Linked DNA regions of Canis lupus: region 1 is linked to region 2. A link is a contact called in public Hi-C data. All regions are on one chromosome and are shown on one strand. The core of a region is the stretch at or near the end of the contact, and the rest is flanking DNA. Distances in the headings are between cores, read along the strand shown. Region 1 holds the start of LOC478449 (vesicle-associated membrane protein 714-like). Region 2 holds the start of HNRNPDL (heterogeneous nuclear ribonucleoprotein D-like).

The links. A called contact is a pair of places that touch in the nucleus more often than the background predicts.
Region 1: a Hi-C map of blood shows a contact between it and region 2, with 3 times the contacts expected there. The contact joins the promoter of LOC478449 here to the promoter of HNRNPDL in region 2. A contact is called at or near these places in 2 of 9 Hi-C or Micro-C datasets (both in blood).

The regions. Positions count from the first base shown.
Region 1 is chr32:33,723,983-33,729,740 of UU_Cfam_GSD_1.0, forward strand. It overlaps LOC478449 (vesicle-associated membrane protein 714-like), which reads right to left and starts at 2,592. Exons shown (of 9, transcript XM_038582308.1): 1 at 2,445-2,592. The coding sequence starts at 2,522. It overlaps LOC102152686 (a long non-coding RNA gene), which reads left to right and starts at 2,345. Exons shown (of 11, transcript XR_005382912.1): 1 at 2,345-2,507.
Region 2 is chr32:33,590,455-33,596,472 of UU_Cfam_GSD_1.0, forward strand. It overlaps HNRNPDL (heterogeneous nuclear ribonucleoprotein D-like), which reads left to right and starts at 4,209. Exons shown (of 8, transcript XR_005382909.1): 1 at 4,209-4,850; 2 at 5,647-5,815; 3 at 5,908-6,018. ENOPH1 (enolase-phosphatase E1) reads right to left here and starts at 3,421. Exons shown (of 6, transcript XM_038582291.1): 1 at 3,197-3,421. The coding sequence starts at 3,280.

The sequences.
Region 1 (5,758 bases), core at 1,342-3,841, 130 kb after region 2:
TGAGCAGGGAGCCTGATGCGAGGCTCAATCCCAGGACCCCAGGATCATGACCTGAGCTGAAGGCAGATGCTTAACCAACTGAGCAACTCAGGAGCCCAGCTACGCTGGATTCTACGCCTTCTGTTCCTTCAGGTCTTGCTGTACCAATAACCTCATCTCTCTCTCTCTTTTTTTTTTTTTTATGATAGTCACACAGAGAGAGAGAGAGAGAGAAAGAGAGAGAGGGAGAGAGGCAGAGACACAGGCAGAGGGAGAAGCAGGCTCCATGCACCGGGAGCCTGACGTGGGATTCGATCCCGGGTCTCCAGGATCGCGCCCTGGGCCAAAGGCAGGCGCTAAACTGCTGCGCCACCCAGGGATCCCCAACCTCATCTCTTTTATTGTAAACCTTTTCTCCTTTCCATTAGCCCACATACGTTGAAAGTCTTTCCTGTTTTAAAAAGTGAGGCCCCTTCCTGGACCATACTTCTTCAGCTTTTACTCTATCTCACTTCCCTTCTAAAATCTTGTGAGAAGGTCTAACTCCACTCTTCCTATTCCCTCACCTCCCATTCAGTTGGCCTCAAGCAATGGGGCTTTTGCCTCTACTGCTTTTTCCAAACTGCTAATCCTAAAACCATCAATCATTTTCTAATTGGGGATCCAATGAGCACTTTTTAAGTCTTGTTCAACTTCTTTGGGGGCATAAACCATTCCTTTAACTTTCTTCTCTGGCTTTTCGGACCCACAGCTCTCATTTGGTGCCCCATTTCTCTACCCTGCTCCTGCAGTGTTCTGCCTTTTGGTCCTCTTCTCTCCTCACTTTCATACTTTTCTTTTCTACCTTCTTCTACTAGCTTCAACTGTTAGCCATGACTCTCTGAGCGCTACTTGTTGGACATTTTTTTGACCTCAATCTTTTGGGAATAAGGCGGAGGAAGAAATACCCAACTAGATTGGCCGGTGGAGGAAAAAATACCCAACTAGATTGGCCACTTCCAACAGGCAACAAACTACAACCCGTTTCAAACTATACTCTCCTCCCCTGCATTCCCTCTGACTTCCTCCTTCAAAATCCTGCTCCTCCTTCTGTAATTTCAATCTTGTTTAATGCCACCTGAAAAAAAAATGTTTGATAAATCATCACGTAGTACATCTTAAACTTATACACCATCATATGTGAATTAGGTCTCAATAATCCTGGGGCGGGGGGGGGGAAATCAAAAAAAGAAAAAAAAAAGGAAAATCATTCTAGGCATGGCCCAGTTCCCCTCGGTTTTCACAGTCTCTCTAGGATCTGCGCCCTCCCTCCCATCTGCACCGTCCCGGCCCTTCGCTCAGGCTCTTTGAGCTCCTACAGAAACGACAATGCCATGCCAACTGGTTTTCTCCCCTCCACGCCACCTTCCCATATTGGAACCAAACCAGGTTTTCCAAAGATGAATCAGATCCTGCCATTCCTCTGTTTAATCGCTCCCCAGTTTCCCTACAATACAAGGAGCCACACTATAGGACCGACCCTTCGTTAAGCACCCGCTGTCCGCTTTCCGGACCTCATCTTTAGCCCCCCCCCGCACCGCGACCCTGTGCTCTCGCCACGCTTAGGTTTTGGGGTTCCCCAAACAAGCACACCGTGCTGCTCCACCCGAACCGAGTTCCCCTTTCCCTTCCCTGTCTCAGGCTAACTCTCACAAGATTTCTAGGCCAAGCGCCCCAGTCACCCCTGCTGTGGTCCCCAAGCAGCCACCATCCTGAAGCCCCAGGAGCAATCTCGACCCGTCTCCCCCCGAGGACTTTCTTTTTTTTTTTTTTAAACTTTTAAAAAAATTTTTATTTATTCATGATAGTCACAGAGAGAGAGAGAGAGAGAGAGAGGCAGAGACACAGGCAGAGGGAGAAGCAGGCTCCATGCACCGGGAGCCCGACGTGGGATTCGATCCCGGGTCTCCAGGATCGCGCCCTGGGCCAAAGGCAGGCGCCAAACCGCTGCGCCACCCAGGGATCCCCCCCCCCGAGGACTTTCGCACCGTCGGACAAATTCTACAGCCCCTGGTCCTAACGAGACAAGGAGCTCATCAAGGTCCCGTCTTCTCCTCGCCGCTGCGCCCCCTACACCTGTACCCCGGGACTATGCAACTGGCACATGTTCGATAAATGTGGGCTGAACTGCAAGTCACTGTTCCGCGGCGGAGAGAAAACCTCCAAGGGCCTCTGGAACCGCAGCTGCACGCGGCGGCTCGTGCCCGCCAAGGGGGGCGCGCGCACCACCCCCCCCCCCCACCCCTAGGCGGCGCACTGCGCCCAGCGCCCCGCGACCCGCGACCCGGAAGCGCGGGGGCTCTCGCCCGAGACCCGCCGGCCTCGGCCCCGACCGCCGGGCGGCGCAGCGTCCTGAGGGGCGGGCCCGGCAGGCACCACCCTCGAAGAGGCGGAACCTGCCCAGGCGGAGGTCCGGACCCCGGTACCTGATAGGAGCCGCCGGTCAGGGCCAGCTCCGCTAGGACCGCTCGGCCATTAGCGACACAGCTGTAGGTGATCGTCATGGCGGGCGGGCCCGGGAGGAGAGGTTCCGGCCGGCCTGAACCGCCCGCCACGGCCTCGGGGCGGCGACGGGGGCGGGGCTAGGGGCTAGGGGCGGGGCGGGGGCGGGGCTAGGGCGGGCTCGGGGCGGGGCTCGCGCAGGCGCGAGGAGCGATTGCTTGGAGGGGGCGGGAGGCGGGGCCATCCCTGGCCTGGGCGGAGCCTCTGCCGAGACGGGGCGGGGCTAGGGCGGGGCTCGGGGCGGGGCTCGCGCAGGCGCGAGGAGCGATTGCTTGGCGGGGCGGGAGGCGGGGCCATCCCTGGCCTGGGCGGAGCCTCTGCCGACGGGGCTCGCGCAGGCGCGAGGAGCGATTGCTTGGCGGGGGCGGGAGGCGGGGCCATCCCTGGCCTGGGCGGAGCCTCTGCCGAGACGGGGGCGGGGCTAGGGCGGGGCTCGGGGCGGGGCTCGCGCAGGCGCGAGGAGCGATTGCTTGGCGGGGCGGGAGGCGGGGCCATCCCTGGCCTGGGCGGAGCCTCTGCCGAGACGGGGCGGGGCTAGGGCGGGGCTCGGGGCGGGGCTCGCGCAGGCGCGAGGAGCGATTGCTTGGCGGGGGCGGGAGGCGGGGCCATCCCTGGCCTGGGCGGAGCCTCTGCCGAGACGGCGGGGCCATCCCTGGCCTGGGCGGAGCCTCTGCCGAGACGGGGGCGGGGTTTGGTACAAAACAAAACAAAACAAAACTGGCCTTGGGTGAGTGAAACCTTCCTACTTCGTGCTTCTCCGTAAAGTCACTTGGTGAGAGCCAGTTCGCTTCACGGTACCACCTGCCTACGATTCAGTCCACAACATGACAAGTAAAATAAAATTCATCCATTAACTCAGCCAGCGGCTATTGAACTCCCGCAGTTGGGAGGATGCTAAGAGGCAGGCCCCGAGGTGTGGCTCTGAGGGGTTCTTTCTGGAAGTGGCTACAGAGGCAGGTGAAGACAGACGCCGATTCCAATGAGTGACATGCGGAAAGATCAACTAAGTGGTAGAAGCTGGGGCGGAGGCAGCCCATTCTCCCGGGGAGAGGGAGCAAAGCCTTCTCGGTCGCTGCACCCCCCCCCCCGCCCCCGCCCCGACTTCGGAGGGGTTGGAATTTCTCTAAGGGAGGAGGAAGGCGAGGACAGCCTAAGCAGAGGGAACAGCTTCTGTAAAGGCTTGAGAGCAGGCAGGTGGGTTTAGGCAATGGGTGTGAGTAGTGTGGCAGAGGAAAGGTGTGCGGCGGAGTGGGTAGGAAAGGAGAGGGGTAGGAGCGATAGAATGATTTGTCATCCTAGGTCTTGAGTTCCTGGACAAGAACTTAAAAAAAAAAAATATATATATATATATATACAAGCTTCAGATAAGTTTATGTATTTTCATCAGCAGGGTGTTGTGGTAGAGTGAAAAGAAATCCGACGAACTTGGATTGAATATAGGCACTGCCATGTATTCTGCACCTTCATTGTAACTTAACCTTTCTGAGACTCAGTTTCCTAGTCTATAAAATGGGTGTAGTCTTCAAGTTTAAATTAAGTAATTATGCAAAGTACTTAGCAGTTGCACCCTGAGTGTGATAAATACATTAAATGAGAATTACTTTCTTGCTCTCAGTAGTATAACTCTAAAGGAAAACCAGTCGATGTCCTTCTGGGTGATTGGCAGAGGTGGAGACAGGTAGTCAATGGAGTTCATTTTAACCCAGTGCAATCAAATTGGATTTGACAAGCAGGTCGCAGAACTTGTCTGGACAGTAACTCCTGTGAAAAATGCTTTGTTGAATCATGTATCCTCCTATCTAAAGGAAATCTTGAATCAGTGTGCCTTATCAGCTTAGAGAGAATGTCTTTTGTTACAGGAGTCATTGAATTAAAAACACTAGTCACACTGTTTATATGTGGGAAAGTGAAATATGTTAATTCTGAGGTAATGCTTTGGAATATTTCTTGCTAGTGATAAAAATAAAGCTGAATAAACTCGGCCACATGGCAGTACCCCTTGTGTTTAGTAACTAGTGGAACTGAAAGAGATTGGGCAAAGAAATCATGAGCTGTAGTAATGATAACAAGCATCTGATACTTGGAATGATGTATCTAGGGCCTCCCCCGTCTTGGTCTCACCTTGCCACGTTAAAGCAATCCTGTAAAGCAGGTATGATGGGTTCATTTTGCACAGCCCACATAGTCAGACCTCTAGAAATGTAAAACATAAGTGATAACACCACTCTATCTTTTTTTTTATACCACTCTATCCTTGAGCCCCGTTTTACCTGATATCTGAGGCTTAATCTAGTCAATGCTAGGTTTCCTCAGTTAACTCAGGATTTACCCCTTCCTCCTTCTATGTGGGGTAGGAGTGGCATCTGTGTGTGTAAGGGACATGGTGGTGGTGGAGATCTGATTCGTGATTGCCATCCCTCCAAGGTGGCACCTGCCACTCCTGTTTCTGTCTTTGGTCATCAGTTCACATACTCCACTTGGAAACTCAAGACCCCTTTAGGCACTCTGGTTCTGTCTCAGCCACTCTTTAGCCCTTTTGGGGGAAGGAAAACTTTCCCTTGCTCCGTCATGCCATTTTGAGGTGTGTGTGTGGGGCTCCAGAGGCTGTCTCAGGTCTCTGGCCAACACACCGTGGTGCCACCCCTTCTGTCATGCTGTCATTCTGTTGTCATGTGGGGAGCAGCTCGTAGACCTTATCTCACCTGGGCAGCAACTCTTTGGGTTCCCAATTAACTGAGAGTCTTCTCATTACCACACTCTATCACCCCTCACCTTCCAGTAAGGACTGACTAATTGGATTGCTTCCGTTGGACCCTGTCCTCCTCAAGCCTGTGGATACGCCAGTGCCTCTAGGTAGGGAACCTAATACTACCCCAGGCATTCTTCCCAATTTATGGCATTAATGTTGGCTTCTGCTGTCCCAAACCTTTTCTTTTCATATACTTCAGGGACTTTCCAGAACCTATTATGAAACTTTAAGAGCAGAGAATCTTTTCCTTCTTTGCCTGCTCTTCCACCTCTGTCCCTCTTGGTACTCCATTTTCTTTGTTCTCTATTTTTATGCAGAGAATCATAATGAAAACCTGCAGCAGGTAGTATAAAATATCACAGGCGTTTTTATCTCTCCCTTGATAGTTTGACAAAACCTTGAGGGCGAAACAGGATGAGTGGTGAGAAGCTGGATCTGTGGGAAGGAGAAATGGGACGTTCACTATTGTCCATTTCTTTTAACACAAGG
Region 2 (6,018 bases), core at 2,959-5,458:
TATAGAACCAAATCTCCAAAGACTCAACTATCCTTACTGTGGTTCGGTTCCAGTTCACTCCTAAACCTCTCACCAAGAGGCAGTATAAACTGAACTTTGTTACAATATCCTTTTAAGGTACTTCTGGTTAACTAAAGTGCTCTCATATCAACTGTGTCATTTCACATACACAAAAGCCAAAGACACAGCAATCATTGTGGTTTCATTTTGGAGGTCAAGAGCAATAATCTGAAGAGTAAGAGTTTTTGAGTCAGGACAGTTTGGGTTCAAATCCTCCCAATTTTCAATTTTTAAGAACCTTAGTTTTCTGTCAGTAAAATGTGGACAATGACGTGGACAATGCACACACCTCACAGTGTTCTCAGGATGAGTTAAGTACACAAGTTGCATATATATATATATATATATATATATATATATATATATATCAATGTTTGTTTCCACAGAAAGTAGGGCTGTATGTCCTACATACTTAATGTGACTCACAAAGTCCAAAATAGAACAAACAGGCACCTGGGAGGCTCAATCCACTAAGTGTCTGCCCCTGGCTTAGGTCATAATCTCAGGGTACTGGGATCAAGCCCCAAGTCAGGATCCCTGCTCAGCAGGGAGTGTGCTTCTCCCTCTCCATCTGCCTCCCGCCCCCGCCCCTCACTCTTGCTCGCTCTCAAATAAATAAAATAAATCTTCAAAGTAGAACAAACATCTTCCAATTCCCACCTCCATGCTCAGAGGTTCAAGGATATAATTTAGTATCTCTTTAATAGGTGTTCAAAAGATTGGTCCTTGACATACTCTGCTGAAAATTTATTCAAGTAAATTTGTTAAATGTCACTCTCTTAAAGACGCATTAAGCATTTATGTGTGTATGTGTATAAAAGCTCTGAGAAGTTGTGCAATAAAGAAACCAGTTGAACTTATATAGCCTAACATTTCCCAAAATGCATTTAATAACGAATCCTTTTTGCAGAATTACTATAAATATCCACAGACTTCACTTCTTCTGAATATACTTTTGGAAACATCAGATTTGATAAACTAATGTGTAACAAATTAATAGTAAGTTATTAAATTATAACAGATAATGTGAATAAAATAATAATAATAAAACTAAAATAACAACAAGACCAAGTACAAGAAACTATCCTTCATTTCAGAACATTGGGTGTTACATTCAACTGATGAATCACTAAACTCTACGCTGATACGAATATACTAAGTTGAATTTAAATCTGAAAAATTAATAAAATTTAAGAAATAAACAAAACACCCTAGATCATTTTTTGCAGCCTTCCTTGACCTTACCTATAAGTCAATGTCAAACTAAAAAAAAAAAAATCTACTTAGGTCATGAAGGCATTTTAATTCTCAGAAAGATAGTAGAATAAGTCTATCACAAAGATTTCAAGAAGTGGCTCATAATATCATCTGGTAAAAGACAGGATTGGTTGGGCAGGGCGGGTTTGGAGAGGTGGGAGAGGCAACTATGTTTTGTTACAAAATTGATTTGCATAAGATATCCTAGATATCCTCTGCCTGCAGAGGCCTCTGGTGTGATTAAAAACTGAGGAAAAAAAGTCAAACTAGATTTCCTAAGAATTTGTGCTAAGATGGTATTGTAATTCTCTAAAAAACTTGTAAGTGAAAAAAATAAAAAAAAAAAAACTTGTAAGTGGTTGTTATATTGGAGTCCTAAAAGTGTACAGATTTTAATCCACAGAAGAAAATCCTTATCACAGGTAATTTTAAAAATAAAACTTTTAAAAATTTAAGACTCAGACTGCTCAATTTGTTGGAAGACGAGTTTTTCAACTACGTTGTCAACAGTATCCCTACTATTATTGTATGCAAACCCTTCTAGACAATGCTTTCATCTTAAAACTCTAGAAGTCAAAGCGTAGATTAGACCTGAGAATTTTTTAAATTATATTAATATTTGATATCTAGGGGCGCCTGGGTGGCTCAGTGGTTGAGACTCTGCCTTTGGCTCAGTTTGTGATCCCAGGGTCCCGGAATCGAGTCTCTGCCTCTCTCATGAATAAATAAAATCTTAAACATTGTTTTGATATTTATTCTAATAGAATATAGGTATTTTTTTGAAGATTTTTTATTTGTTCATGAAAGAGAGAGAGAGAGAGAGAGAGAGAGAGAGAGAGGGGGGGGCAGAGGGAGAAGCAGGCTCCATGCGGGGAGCCTGCTGCGGGACTCGATCCCGGGACTCCAGGACCACATCCTGGCTAAACCAGTGAGCCACCCGGGGCCGCCCGAATATAGGTAAAATTTTTTAAAGCCCAGCTATAACGCAGAGCTCGCGAATAAGCCTACGAAGTAGGTGTAGACAGTTGCTTGGTTAATAGTGACGCCCTAGGATAGAGGCTTTGGGCAAGAGCTTCAAGTTTCCATGATTTTCAGAGAAAAATGAACGGAATCTAGACCTTTTTGTGCTACAGGCTAATGAATCAGCGTTCCACAGTGATTAACAGTCCAATAACACGAAGAGTGCTACTCGGCCATTACCAGCAGGAGTGAAAAGGGGCGAGTCAGCCGGGCTACCTGAAAAGTCATCTTGAGGGGATCCCCGGGTGGCGCCGCGGTTTGGCGCCTGCCTTTGGCCCAGGGCGCGATCCTGGAGACCCGGGGTCGAGTCCCACATCGGGCTCCCGGTGCATGGAGCCTGCTTCTCCCTCTGCCTATGTCTCTGCCTCTCGCTCTCTCTCCGTGTGACTATCATAAATAAATAAATATTAAAAAAAAAAAAAAAGCCATCCTGACACTCCCGTCCACGTCTTAGGGACTGGAAGCCTCCAGGCCCCCGCCGCCGCCGCCGCCGCCGCGCCGAAGCCAGCCCAGAGCCCGGCGGACGCAGCGCACCTGGCGGAGGGGGCGGGGCGCCCCGTCTCCCCACGCGGGCGGGTCTGCCCGCCGCCGCCCCCCTCCGCCAGCCACCATCCCGTCCCCACCCGCGTCCCACCCATCGGCATCTGACCGAGAGCAGGGGCTGGCGACGAAGGGCCTATCCCCGCAACCTGCCGCACGGCAGCCTTTCTACTCCCTCCCCCCACGGCGAGTGCAGCGCCACGCCGCCTCTCCCACGCCTTAGGTCAGGTCTCTGGTCCAGGGTGGGCAGCACTTAAAAGAAAAGAAAGAAAGAAATGTTTTTAATTGCTTTCAAGCACCGCTCCCTTCCGCCCCTCACCTTCACGAAAGCAATCGGGGTTGTGGTACCTTCGACATCTAACAGGATGACGGTGACTTCGGCGGGCACGGGAAGCACGACCATCTCCCTGCCGGATGCAAGCACCGGAATCGGCCTACTAGCGGGAGGGCGGAGGGCGGCGCCCACTGCGCCCCGACACGGTCCTGGGCTGCCCACGGCCCCGCGGGAACGTGCCGCCCGGCACCCGCGTGCGGCCCGGAGCACGAGGGGCAGGGCCGCGCCGCCCAAGGCGCACAGCACCGCGGCACGGGCGTCCGCCGCCACCCAGCAGCCCGGGCCCGAGGCCGACACCACGTGGGCGGGGGGAGGGGCGGCCTCGCGGAGCCCGAGCGGGCGGGGGCGGGCACAGGCGGCGACGCCGATTGGCCACCAGAGGGCCCCGAACGCGGCCCGTCCACGTGGGCCTCGCGTGGGCGGGAACAAAGAAGCGAGCGCGGGAGCCGGGTGCGCGGGCGCGCGCGCGCCCTCCGCAGACTGGTGGAGCGAGCGGGAGCGGCCCGGGGCACGTGCAGACGGGAGCCCCGCGAGTGGCGCGCCGGGGATGTGAGTGCCCCTTGCCCCCTACGGCACCTACCCCCTCCCCGCCCACCGCCTCCGCTTTGGCGTGTTTACAGTAACCGGGCCGGGCTCGCGGCCCTCCTCCCGCCCGCAGCCTGCCGGAGAGGCCGTGCCGGGGCCGGGACTGGGACTGGCCGGCCTGACTGCGTGGGCCCGGGCTCCGGCCGACCGGCTGCGGAGGCCCCCGCGCGCCCGCTTCCTGCTCGGCTGGTTCCAGCCGGCTCGAGGACGAAACACGCGTGCGCGCGGCGGGCGGACGGGCGGGCGGGCGCGCTCGCTGTCTCGGCCGCCGGCGCCGGGCGCAGTCCGCCTGTGTCGGGAGCAGCCCGGCCACGGTGCTAATCGAGAGCAGCGGCCGCCGCCGCCGCCGCCCCCGCCGCCGCCGCAGTCCGCACTGGGGGACCGAGGGCTTTGGGAAGAGGCGGGGCTGACGGCTCTTTGCTAGCAGTGGGCTGGACCGGACGCCAGAGACAAAGGCTCTCAAGACCGGAGGGACGGTGGCCCTGCGACGGCGCTGCTCGGACTCCTGAGCCCGGGACTCTTCGCCCCTTCGTTTTCCTCTTCTGACGCTTCTCTCCTCTTAAGCCCGCGCCCCCTCACCCACGACCTCGCTCCTCACCGGGAGGGCCGCGATGGAGGTCCCGCCCCGGCTCTCCCATGTGCCGCCGCCATTGTTCCCCTCCGCTCCCGCGACTTTAGCCTCCCGCAGCCTTTCCCATTGGCGGCCGCGGGCGCCGCGGCAGCTCGCCCCGCTCCTCCCTTCGCTCGCTTCCAGCTCGGCCCGGCAGGGGGCGCGCCGGGCCCAACGCCACGTCACCGCCCAGCAGCCCTCCCGATTGGCGGGCGGGGCGGCTATAAAGGGAGGGCGCAGGCGGCGCCCGGATCTCTTCCGCCGCCATTTTAAATCCAGCTCCATACAACGCTCCGCCGCCGCTGCTGCCGCGACCCGGACTGCGCGCCAGCACCCCCCGGCCGACAACTCCGCCGCCATGGAGGACATGAACGAGTACAGCAACATAGAGGAGTTCGCAGAGGGATCCAAGATCAACGCGAGCAAGAATCAGCAGGATGACGGGTACCGCACGCCTCTCTCTTCTTTTCCCCCTCCCCCAGCGCGCCGCACGCGCCTTTCGTCCCTCTGGAGCCGCGCGCTGCCACGGCTCTTGCCCCGAGTCGATTCCCCGCGTGCCCGCTGGGCCCCACTCGCTCAGAGGGAAGAAGAAAGTAGGAGACGGAGGGGGTGACTCGAGAGGCCCGCGGAAGGTGGGGGAAGGGCGGGGGAGTTGGAGGAGGAGGGCGGCGGCGTCCGTGTCCCGAGTGCGCAGGCGCCGCGTGGGGCCCGAGGGGGAGGGGCCGGCCTCGCTGCGCCACATGCTGCAGCTGCCGCCGCCTTTTCATTGTGTCTGTATCGGGGCCCCCGCACGGCTTCCCTGCGGAGTGTAGGGAATCCTTGCTTTGGGAATCCGTGTGTGACTGGTACCCGGATCTCCTTCAGAATGCGTTGGGAGTTCTTGAGGTGGAACGTTGCTTTGACAGCTGCGGAAGAGGTAGAGTAGACCTAAGTTGTGAGGGATCAACTTTAGGAAGTTGGGTTTATAAGGCTGAAGCGATGTTGAATATGCTTTCTTGGCTTCGTTGAAACTTCGTATGACGAGGTGTGGTGAGCAAGCTGTCCATTCGTTGTTTCGAATAAGTGACCTCGATGGAATCTGAGGGGTTTTGTGGTCTTTTGTTCATACGTGATCTGTAGACACTGAATTATTTGCACACGCATTGCTTCTTCCTGTTCGTTTCGTAAACCTAATTCCCCAACTGAGGTAATCCTGCGGGGTGCTGCTAATCTTTTTTTTTTTTAATAACTTCATTTCTAGTAAAATGTTTATTGGAGGCTTGAGCTGGGATACAAGCAAGAAAGATCTGACTGAATATTTGTCTCGATTTGGGGAAGTTGTAGACTGTACAATTAAGACAGATCCAGTGACTGGAAGATCAAGAGGATTTGGATTTGTGCTTTTCAAAGATGCTGCTAGTGTTGATAAGGTAGGAGCAGGTTCCGCATTGTGCTGCTTCTGTGTTTTTGCAAATTGGGGGTTTGGTTGTATATTGTCAGATTAAACGCACTTGTCTTCTAGGTTTTGGAACTGAAAGAACACAAACTGGATGGCAAGTTGATAGACCCCAAAAGGGCCAAAGCTTTAAAAGGGAAAGAACCCCCAAAAAAGGTTTTTGTGGGTGGATTGAGC